2 separate regions of the Mus musculus genome follow, and region 1 is linked to region 2. Evidence: chromatin contacts called from public promoter capture Hi-C data. All regions are on one chromosome and are shown on one strand. The core of a region is the stretch at or near the end of the contact, and the rest is flanking DNA. Distances in the headings are between cores, read along the strand shown. Region 1 holds the start of C730034F03Rik (a long non-coding RNA gene). Region 2 holds the start of Cerk (ceramide kinase).

Evidence for each region. Promoter capture Hi-C pulls out the DNA fragments that hold promoters and counts their contacts.
Region 1: a promoter capture Hi-C map of pre-B cells shows a contact between it and region 2. The contact joins the promoter of C730034F03Rik here to the promoter of Cerk in region 2. A contact is called at or near these places in 2 of 39 promoter capture datasets (liver and pre-B cells).

The regions. Positions count from the first base shown.
Region 1 is chr15:89,427,670-89,432,436 of GRCm38.p6, forward strand. C730034F03Rik (a long non-coding RNA gene) reads left to right here and starts at 2,346. Exons shown (of 4, transcript XR_875570.1): 1 at 2,346-2,430. Chkb (choline kinase beta) reads right to left here and starts at 2,258. Exons shown (of 11, transcript NM_007692.6): 1 at 1,708-2,258; 2 at 1,380-1,488; 3 at 1,045-1,158; 4 at 742-875; 5 at 465-560; 6 at 288-346; 7 at 123-204. The coding sequence starts at 1,931. Gm44502 (predicted readthrough transcript (NMD candidate), 44502) reads right to left here and starts at 2,258. Exons shown (of 27, transcript NR_004843.2): 1 at 1,708-2,258; 2 at 1,380-1,488; 3 at 742-1,158; 4 at 465-560; 5 at 288-346; 6 at 123-204.
Region 2 is chr15:86,183,840-86,188,573 of GRCm38.p6, forward strand. It overlaps Cerk (ceramide kinase), which reads right to left and starts at 2,302. Exons shown (of 13, transcript NM_145475.4): 1 at 1,668-2,302. The coding sequence starts at 1,809. It overlaps Gm15569 (predicted gene 15569), which reads left to right and starts at 1,889. Exons shown (of 3, transcript NR_155352.1): 1 at 1,889-1,945; 2 at 2,367-2,402; 3 at 2,813-3,357.

The DNA of each region.
Region 1 (4,767 bases), core at 1,096-3,595, 3.2 Mb after region 2:
CTGGGAGGATAGAGCAAACATTCAGTCCATGGGCAGCGGGGCTGTGGAGGTGAAGGGCCTGGCCTGTTTTGCCAGGACCCTGTAGGAACAGGACCCACAGGAGGCAGTCCTCCCACACTTACCTGTAGTTATAACTACTGTACTCAAAATCAACCAACATGAGGTTATCATCACTGTCTGGCTCTGAAAGCAACAAGATGTTTCCTAGGGGAATGGGGATTTTGGTCACTTCAGGGCATGCTGCCCTCTTTCGGCGTGGGCTCAAAGACTCACATACATTCTCCTACCTTCCTGGATGTCATTGTGGCAGAAGACCACTGGTGACGGGGTATCGTCTAGTAACTTCCTGTAGAGGTAGAGAGGCGTAGGCTATAAGGCCTTGTGACTAGCCCTCAACAAATCCTGGAGAGGACACTGATAAATGCCAGTGCCACCCACCCGCCCACTATGTCATCCGCCTTCACCTGAGGCTGTTCATCTCGTCCTTGAGGCTGTACATCTCTACCAGGTTCATCTGGGGAAGGCTGGTGGAAGGCAAGTCCTGGATCTGCTTCAGGTACCTGGAAGCCGCCCAAACGGGAAACATTCTGTCTATCTCTCCCCACCCCCTTCTATCGACTCTTCAGGCCAAATTGTCCTGTCACTGGGCTTTGGCTGGGAAACAGAGTCCATGATACTGGGGTATCTATCCACTCAACTAGAGGTTCAGTTTTAGATGCACGGATCCCAAACTGGACTCACCGCTCCATGGTCCCAAACAACCATCGGGGCTCCTTAGTGAAGGGCATCTCCATACCATGGAAACGGGCCATCCTCGTTGCAATGGCTCCCGACAACACTGGGTCCCGGAGCTCTTGAGTTTTCAACGGCCGGCTCTGTACCCAGTAACCTATCAGGGTGGTGAGGGGGCTGGGGCGGGAGGGGGAAGGGATACGGGATGGGAGGAGATCAAGGTCTTAGGGAAATTTCCCTACCTGGGATGTGAAGGCAGACTTTGGGAAGGGTAAAGACTTGGGGTAAAAACAACAAAAACTGGGCTCTTACTGGGAGGTACTGTTCCAAGCGGCCCTCTGGAAACACTCCGTAAAGCTGGGGCCCTAGAGACCGCTCTGCGAGAATGGCGAACATCACGCTTTCTAATACCAAGGAGTCTACACCCTGATAAAAGATGTATGGCAAAGGGGCTCATGTCAGAAAAAGCCAGAGGTACGTGGGTACTGGCCCAAATCGGCTTCATCTACAATAGCTTGGACTTCTGCTCTTACTGACTGAGAATTCTTGAGCTTCAGCATATTCAGCTACACAAATAAGACACCACTTTCTGCACCACTTGCTCCAGATGTCCGAACTCCCAAGTTACGATCCTTCTTTTCCCTCACCTGCAGGATGGCCCCGTAGAGTCGTAGCAGCACCTCCCGGGGCTCCCCGCCCACACTGGGTACGTGGTTCGGTAGTGAGCATCGGAAGAGCAGGTTGCTGAGGCCTCCGCTGCAGATCCACACAGGTCAGGCTCAGCAAGGGTCGTCCCCCCGATTGGTGGGACCCACTCTAGACACCCTTCCCGAGAGGACCTCCCAAGTCCCGAAGGGGGACCCCGCCCCCCAGCACAGCAGGCTGCAGACCTGCCCCCACCCCCCACCCCCCCGCGTAGCACTGACGGCGACCGAACTGGGAGTGTCCCCAGGGTCCCCAGGGCTGACCCCTGACCTCACGGGACAAACGCTCAGCTCCTCCGGCCGCGCTCGGCGCCAGGCCCCGCCCAGGTACTCCCGGCACCACTGATAGGCTCGGCGCTGCGCGTCACGGGACAGCGAGGAAGCGCGCCGCCGATTGGGGATTGGCTCTGGGCACTTAGCATCCTGCAAACCGTCCTTGGGCAGGCCGCCGCCGACAGCCCCTCCTCCGACTACCCCTGTCCCGTCTGCCGCCATGACGTGGGCTCCGTTAGGTTTAACGCCTGCCGGTGCTCAGCGAGCCTCAGGTGAGGTTGGCTCCTTCCGGGTAGGCTCGGTTCCGCTTCCCGGAAGCCGCAGAGTCTCTGGGCGTCCTCGGCTCTTCGCGACTGCCTTCGGCTTTCTTGGTGGCTCCAGTCCTGGGACCGTTTCCAAGCCAGATGCGATTCTCAGGGCTGCGGCGCTCAAAGGCAAAGAGGGACGGCAGCTTTCCCTGAGTGGGGCGCGCTCGGGCCACGCCCGATCCGCCTATCAGTCTCTGCAAAAACAAGTTACTGCGTGGACTGTGTCCGGAACCAAGGAAGTGACGTAGGCCAATCCCGAGCGCCGTGGGCGGTTGGACAGTAGCTCCGCAAAGCTTACGAGCCAGGCTCTGGCCAATGAATGGACGATGGTAGTTTGCGGCTCCTTTATAACAGCTGCTGTGTGAGACACTCTACTAGGGAGTAGATTAGCCGAGCCTGTGGTGACAGTTGGGGTAAGTGAATGGAAGAATGAAAACGTAGGTTCTAACGATTCCCCTTTCCACAAGGCAGCAGGTGTATATGTGATGCTGGAAGGCGTAATAAGAATCAGTCCGGCGTGTCCAGCGCTGCATAGACCGCATGAGCGCCATTAATGTGACCCAACACAATAACTTAAAGTATTTTTCTTTCTCGAGAGAGTGTGTCTCTCTCCTGTTAAATATCGGGAAGAGGGAGACGTTAATGGTCAGCTTAGAAAGGAAGCTTACACAATCCATAATTCATCTGAAGGATGAGGTTTATTAGAATGAAAGGGCCTCAAAGCTACGAGTTTCGGTGTAGGGGAGGGAGAATTGAACATGAGACCTTAGAGTTAAGAAAAGACTTTCCTTTAAAGTCTAGGGATGGGGCTGAAGAGGTGGCTAAGCGGTTAAGAGCACTGATCCCTCTTCCAGAGGTCCTGAGTTCAATTCCCGCCAACCATGTGGTGGCTCACAACAGTCTGTATGTAATGGGATCCGATGCCCTCTTCTGGTGTGTCTGAAAATAGCCACAGTGTACTCATACACATAAAAAATAAATAATTCTTTTTTAGAAAGCCTAGGGAGTGGGGGCTGGCGAGATGGCTCAGTGGTTAAGAGCACTGACTGTTCTTCCGAAGGTCCTGAGTTCAAATCCCAGCAACCACATGATGGCTCACAACCACCCGTAATGAGATCTGACGCCCTCTTCTGGTGCGTCTGAAGACAGCTACAGTGTACTTACATATAATAAATAAATCTTAAAAAAAAAAAAAGGGAAGAGAGTTCATTGTGCGGGTGCGGGGTGTGTGTGTGTGTGTGTGTGTGTGTGTGTGTGTATAAGAACGCGGGGGAAGCATTCAGGAAACTGAAATCGGTGGTTAATTACCTGTGAATCTGAGGACAGTCTAGTCTATATACTGGGTTCCAGGCCAGCCAGGCTACATAGTGAGAGAAGAAAGGTGGTAAGAGAATTAATGGGGTGGCAGCAGAGGAGCCAATCAGAGAGCAGCCTTAAGAGCAATCTGTGAAGCAGACAGCTGAGGTGTTTCCAGACCGATCTCCTAAAAAAAAAAGAGAGAGAGAAAATTGACTTCAAAACAAAATTTTTTAGAATTGTCAAAACCATGAGCAGTTTTCCTACATGGCCCACTGAGAGCTGGAGAGAGGCATCCCCTGCTCCAGGCTGTGGGAGCTGGCTTAAAGATGTAGGCTATCTCCCCTTTAATCCCAGCACTGGAGAAGCAGAGGAGTACAGGGTCAGGACACAGACAGATAAACGTGCAGGTGGGTATTTTAACTTCCTTAATACTTTGGACCGTGAACTTTGTGGAGAATGAACTTTGTAGGTGGTAACATTGTTTTATGTTGCAATGTTAAAACTCTGGACCAGCCTGGAAATGTTAGGTGGTGTTTTTATTTTTTATTTTGGCTAGCTTTTGAGCCTGGGAAAGAGTTCTAAGCTCTGTTTTCTGGGCCGAGGTTCTAGGTGAAAGTGGCCTTGATTCTGCTATCTGACTGACCAGACCATATCTTTCCAGCCTTTTTTTTTTTTTTTTAACATAACTACTCCTATCAGGAAGTCAGGCCTGGGTTGGCATAGCTTGTCCTTTGTGACTTACTAGAGGTCAGCTTCTTAGCCTGTGGGACATGCATGACCCCGTGAGGTTGGCTGAATGTAGGGATTGGTGAAAGATTTGGCGACAGTAAAGGTTTCTGAACAAATAATAACCAGAAATTAATGTAAAATAAATCAAGACAAAGGAATTCAAGATGTTTCTGACCACTAGATAACTGAATTGTAGCCTTGGTTTTGAGCACACAGCATGCGTACTTCATGTGGCCACACCAACTTGGCTAGTATTTGAGACTGTGGTGTACTGTTGAAACAGTTGGTGACCCGGTGACGTAGGTCTCCTGTCTCTGGCCAGGTTCTTGGCCATCCTTCCTCCAGGAATGGACTGGGAAGACAGCAAAGGAAAGCATGAGCAACTTTATCTGCCTCGTGGACATAAAGAGTTCCAAGGGTCTCGATGAATGGCTCCAAACATATTTCTGCTATTTTGTACTTCATATTTAAAGCCAAACTCTCAGCACTGAAAATCATAAAGTAAGAATATCAAATTTGAAAAACTGTTACTGTTCTGTACCCCAGGGTATCCAACATTCAGCCAGAATTTAATGTTTTGGGGTTTTTGTTCGGTTTTTGGTTTTTGGAGACAGGGTTTCTCTGTGTCGCCATGGCTATCCTGGAAGTCATTGTACAGAGTGGTCAGGGTGGTCTTGAACTCAGAGGTCTGAGATGCCTCTATTTCCTGAGTTCTATGGTTA
Region 2 (4,734 bases), core at 1,052-3,551:
ACAGGTGCCTGCTCAGGGTGACAGTCACCCAACCTTGCCTACCTCCATCGTCCCCACCTAGACTGGGTCAACTGCCTTCCTTCAACTCTGCTCTGTCTCTCCTCTCTATCCTCCCTGAAGAGATCACCAGGTCTTTGTAATAAATAAATAAATAAATAAATAAATAAATAAATAAATAAATAAATATTCAGCTGGAAACAACCATCCAGGGGCTTCCTTTGATACCCACTATAAAGACCAATGCCCACTTCAGCCTGCCAGACTGAGGGAGTCCTGGACCCTATCCCCCAGCTCTTCCCCACCAACCGTGACCCTGACACTGGATTCTCGAGGTTCCTTATCAGTTCGCCATCAACACTCAGCCCTTCCAGGTTTCCCTGGGCAAGCACCACCCTTATAAAGTGAGGTCTGCACTGGTGAGTGACCACCCCTTTGGGACTCAAGCTTGATGCCCTACCCTCGGAGGTTCAAATTGGGATCCAAGCCCATTAGATGCACTTATCCCCACGCATCCCTCTGTGCCTCCTTAAGTGGAAAAGGCCCCACTCCATCAGCCACTAGGCTAGAATCCCCAGGTCCATCCCCTAGCAGGCTCTCAAGGGAAACTTGCAGGGGATGTTTGCTGTTTGGTGGTAAAGACTGTGCTTAGCAAGCCACAAGCCCTGGATTCTATCATTCCCAGGAGAGAGAGAGAGAGAGAGAGAGAGAGAGAGAGAGAGAGAGAGAGAGAGAATAACAAGTTGGGCTTGGTGGCACACATCTGTAATACTAGTCTGAGGCTGAGCCACATAGGAAAACAGTCTCAAAACAAACAAACAAACACAACAAAATGGAGCAAGGAATTTATGAAACTGAATTCGTCTACAAGGTCGTCTACAAGGCCCCCCAGCCCAGATGTCCACATACAATCTTCTGTAATCCTCCTTTTAAGGAGGACTGAATGACATCTTTAAAATCTCCGCCAATCCGTCGGCCACCAGACAACCTGCAGCAAAGCACCGGGGAGAGTGGCTCTAGTGTCCTTGCACCATTCCCAGTCACTGCGGGTGGGTTGCGTTTTTTCCCCATGCTGGCCTAAGCTACTCCTCTTTCAACCCTGAGGGCGGCTGAGCAGGGTGTACACTCCATCGGAAAGTCAAAGGCCCTTGCTCAACTGCCTAATCGCAGGAAGTCCCTGCCAGGGCCCCTCTGGGCTTCTCCCATAGAGAAACATGTGTATGTACTTGGGTTCACTGTATTGGACGAAGAATATGACCAGAAACCAGTCCTGTCCAGGTGTGCCAGCGCCATCCCGACGGCAGCACCAGCAACAGACCTCCCCCAGGGTCCCGCGGATGCTCCGGGATGGGGGGTGGGGGGCTGTGGACGTCCGCTCTTCCCCTCCCCCTCCAGCACCTCCAGAGGCTTTGTCATCCCAGTTCCAGGAGTATCTGGGCTCTCAGCACCCAGACGGTTCCCCGCCAGAGGCCGCGGAGTACTTAGACCGCCCGGCACCCGGGCTCTGCGTCTCGGATTCCCCGCGCCTCGGTATCCCGGGCGCCTCTCCCCGTGCCCCAGGTCTCCTCCCTCCGAGTTCCGCCCCATCCCAGCCTGCCCGGAGCGCTCGGGCTACGCAGGCCGGGGTGGATGCAGCGCCGGCCCCACCAGCCCGGGATGGCCACACTTACCGGCACCCGGCGCGGAGGGCCCGGGCTCCGGGCTCCGCCACCAGCGTAGCAGAGCCCGCGCGGGCTCCAGGCTGACGGCACAGCGTCGCCGTTTCACCCACAGCACGGAGTGCAGCGGCTCCGCCGCCCCCATTGCCCCCATCGCCGCCGGCGCGGCCTCGTCCGCCGGGCGCGGGGCGCGCGGACACCGGGGGGGGCGCGGGACCGTTAGCGGCCCCTGCAGTCTGCCCGGCGGTGACGCGGGGAGGCGGGAGCGGGAGGCGGCGCTGCGTCACCCGGTACGCAGAGAGGGTGGCGGGGACCCGGGAGGAGGCGACCAGGGTGAGGACAGGAGAAGCTAGACTTGGGGCCAGAGAAGAATCAGAAACAGAGGAGTCTAGGGAGCCTAGGATGAGGAGCAGAAAAGGCCTAGGAAGGAACGGGAGGGAGGGGTCAGAGGAGGGGACTGAGGGACCTGGCTGTGGGGAGGGCGGTCGGAGCGGCCGGGTGCCCTGAAAGACACTAGTCTGTCGCTCTGGCTGCCCCTGGGTCCTGCTGGGTCTGCACGAGCGACGGGGTAGGGAGGGCTGCAAAGGGACGGGCGGAGTCCCAGCAGCGCAGAAATGTTGCCCGGGCGGTCCTGGGCAGGCGATAGGAGGCCGTGGAACTGCTGGTGTGCGCCCAGGAGCGATTTGACCTTGGGCATCCGTCTCTTTTTAGGTCTTGGTCTCCTGGCGGCTAGCAAGAGTCCTGCAGGTTAGTCCCAGTAGGCAAAGGAAGGCTAGGATGGAGAGGACAGGGGTTACCTTCCAGGGGAGTGGAAGCTTCATGTGTGGATGGTTGTGGGTCTACAGCCACCAGAGAGACGGGAGAAGGCGTCTTCTTATCAGTCACCTGACTGTACCCTCCCAAACAGGCCTAGGGAACCGGAGTTGCTGCTCTTGATGCAGCTTAACATGGGACAAGCTGAACATATCCACCTCAGGGAGGTCTTCCTGGACTCCGTCTCCCCCAGCCAAAGCATCCCAAGACACAGCAGGGCAAAATTCAGCACTGCACTCATTGCATATCTACCCATCTTTGTGAAAATTCCATGGGCATGTGGGCTTGTCCCTTACTGGGTCTCCAGTGTCTAAAATGGTCTCTGTGCATAATGTGTTACTCAGATATTGGTTGCGTGATAGCATCTGTTCACATCTGACCAAGGAAGAGTCTCCTCGGAGATGCTAACTGGTCCAAGAGTGCAGGGCTCTGTGGTGTGACAGAGCTAAGCCTCACAGCGGAGTCAGCTTTCAAGAAGACAGGAGAGCCTTCTGCCCTCCCCCTCAGCTCTCCTGCTGTTGCAGACTGGGGTGGAGCTGGCCAAGTCTACCTTGCCTGTGCCTGGTACCAGAGGGCTAAGGTACAGGTCTGATCCTGTCGGTGCCCTGTGTCCATCTGCAGGGCAGGGACAACCATGAATCACTTGCTTCCTGGAAGCCCAGCCCAATGGTAGGCTCCCTGACAGCCCTGGAGTGTTGGTTAGGCCCAGGCAGAATCCTAGCCCCACCCTGGAGCAAGCTGGACCTGACCTAGCTCAGTTGTTAGTTGAAGCAATGGCTGTCCCAGCTCTTTCCTTTCACGGCTATCGGGATGAGGCTTGGGGAATGTGGACATGAAACTTCTTCAGAAACCTCTTGCCATTGCTGATGATGCTGCCTCTGTTACTGGTGAGGGGTTGTGTCGGGCAAGGGCAGCAGGGGCTATTATTATTATTAATTATTATTATTACTATTATTATTATTATTATTTTGAGACAGGGTTTCTCTGGGTAGTCCTGATTGTCCTGGAGCTCACTCTATAGACTCTCAAACTTAAAGATCCACCTCCCTCTGCCTCCCAAGAGCTGAGATTAAAGGTATGAGCCACCACGCCTGGAAATTAATGCAGTGTTTATATGTAAGTGTTTAATACCAAGAGGACTGGACTCCACCTTAGTCCTAGAGGAGTTCCATCCAGGAAGACACAGCCACACGGTCCACAAAATACTAAAGAACCTGAGGAGGGCCACCTGTGTGAATTATAGCTCACTAGTGAGAACCAGGATCCTGCAGTGCCTACCTCGGACTGAAGTGTACCCCCCTCCCCCATTTGAATTCTGAAGCCCCAAGCTTGATGCCATAGATAGTGGCTTATTTGGAGACAGAGCCTTTAAAGAGGTGACTCAATGAGGGCTTTTGGGGGCACGGGGAGGGGGGGCAATAGCTTGGTTCCTGGACAGAGGTTGCCACTTCTTCAAACACACTCATTCACATATGCGCACTTGCACACATATGAACACATGTGTACAAACAAATTAGACCATTAAGGGCCGGGTGTGGTGGCGCATGCCTTTAATCCCAGCACTCGGGAGGCAGAGGCAGGTGGATTTCTGAGTTCGAGGCCAGCCTGGTCTACAAAGTGAGTTCCAGGACAGCCAGGGCTATACAGAGAAACCCTGTCTCAAAAAAACCAAAAAAAAAAAAAAATTAAACCATTAAGGTAGTCTCAATTCAGGTCAACCAGTGTACTTAGTATAGGGGGGATTTGAACACAGATCCAGGGATGTGTACATAGAACACAAACTATGAGAAGCACCTGAGGAATGGCCATCTACAGGCCTCAGGAGACACCAGCCTGATTGGACCCGTGGTGTTGGGCTTCCTGGGTGTTAGAGTGCTGTGGTGACCCTGGCCAGCTGGTGTATTAGCCTGGCAGCCTGGGAGGCCGCAGTGCCAGGACTCACTGGGAACCTCTGCCAGGGGGAGGGCAGTCTAATGAGGGATGTGTTCTGGGAAGCTGAGGTAGACAGGACGGAAAGGCTCGGGCCCTCCAGGCTGGGGACCATAATGAACACAGCACTGGGGGTGGGAGGAAAGGAGGATGCTCTCTCTCCAGTGCAGCTGCCAGGCCCTTGCTGCCTCTGAGTCCCCTGGGGCTCATCCATTGTTGGGTGTGAAAGCAGATGGCAGAACAGCCGACAGAGCCTTGGAAACATCCGCACAGCCTGGATCAGTCCTGGGCTGTGTGGGTCTCTGCACTGGGACTCAGACCCAGATCCATCCCCCTG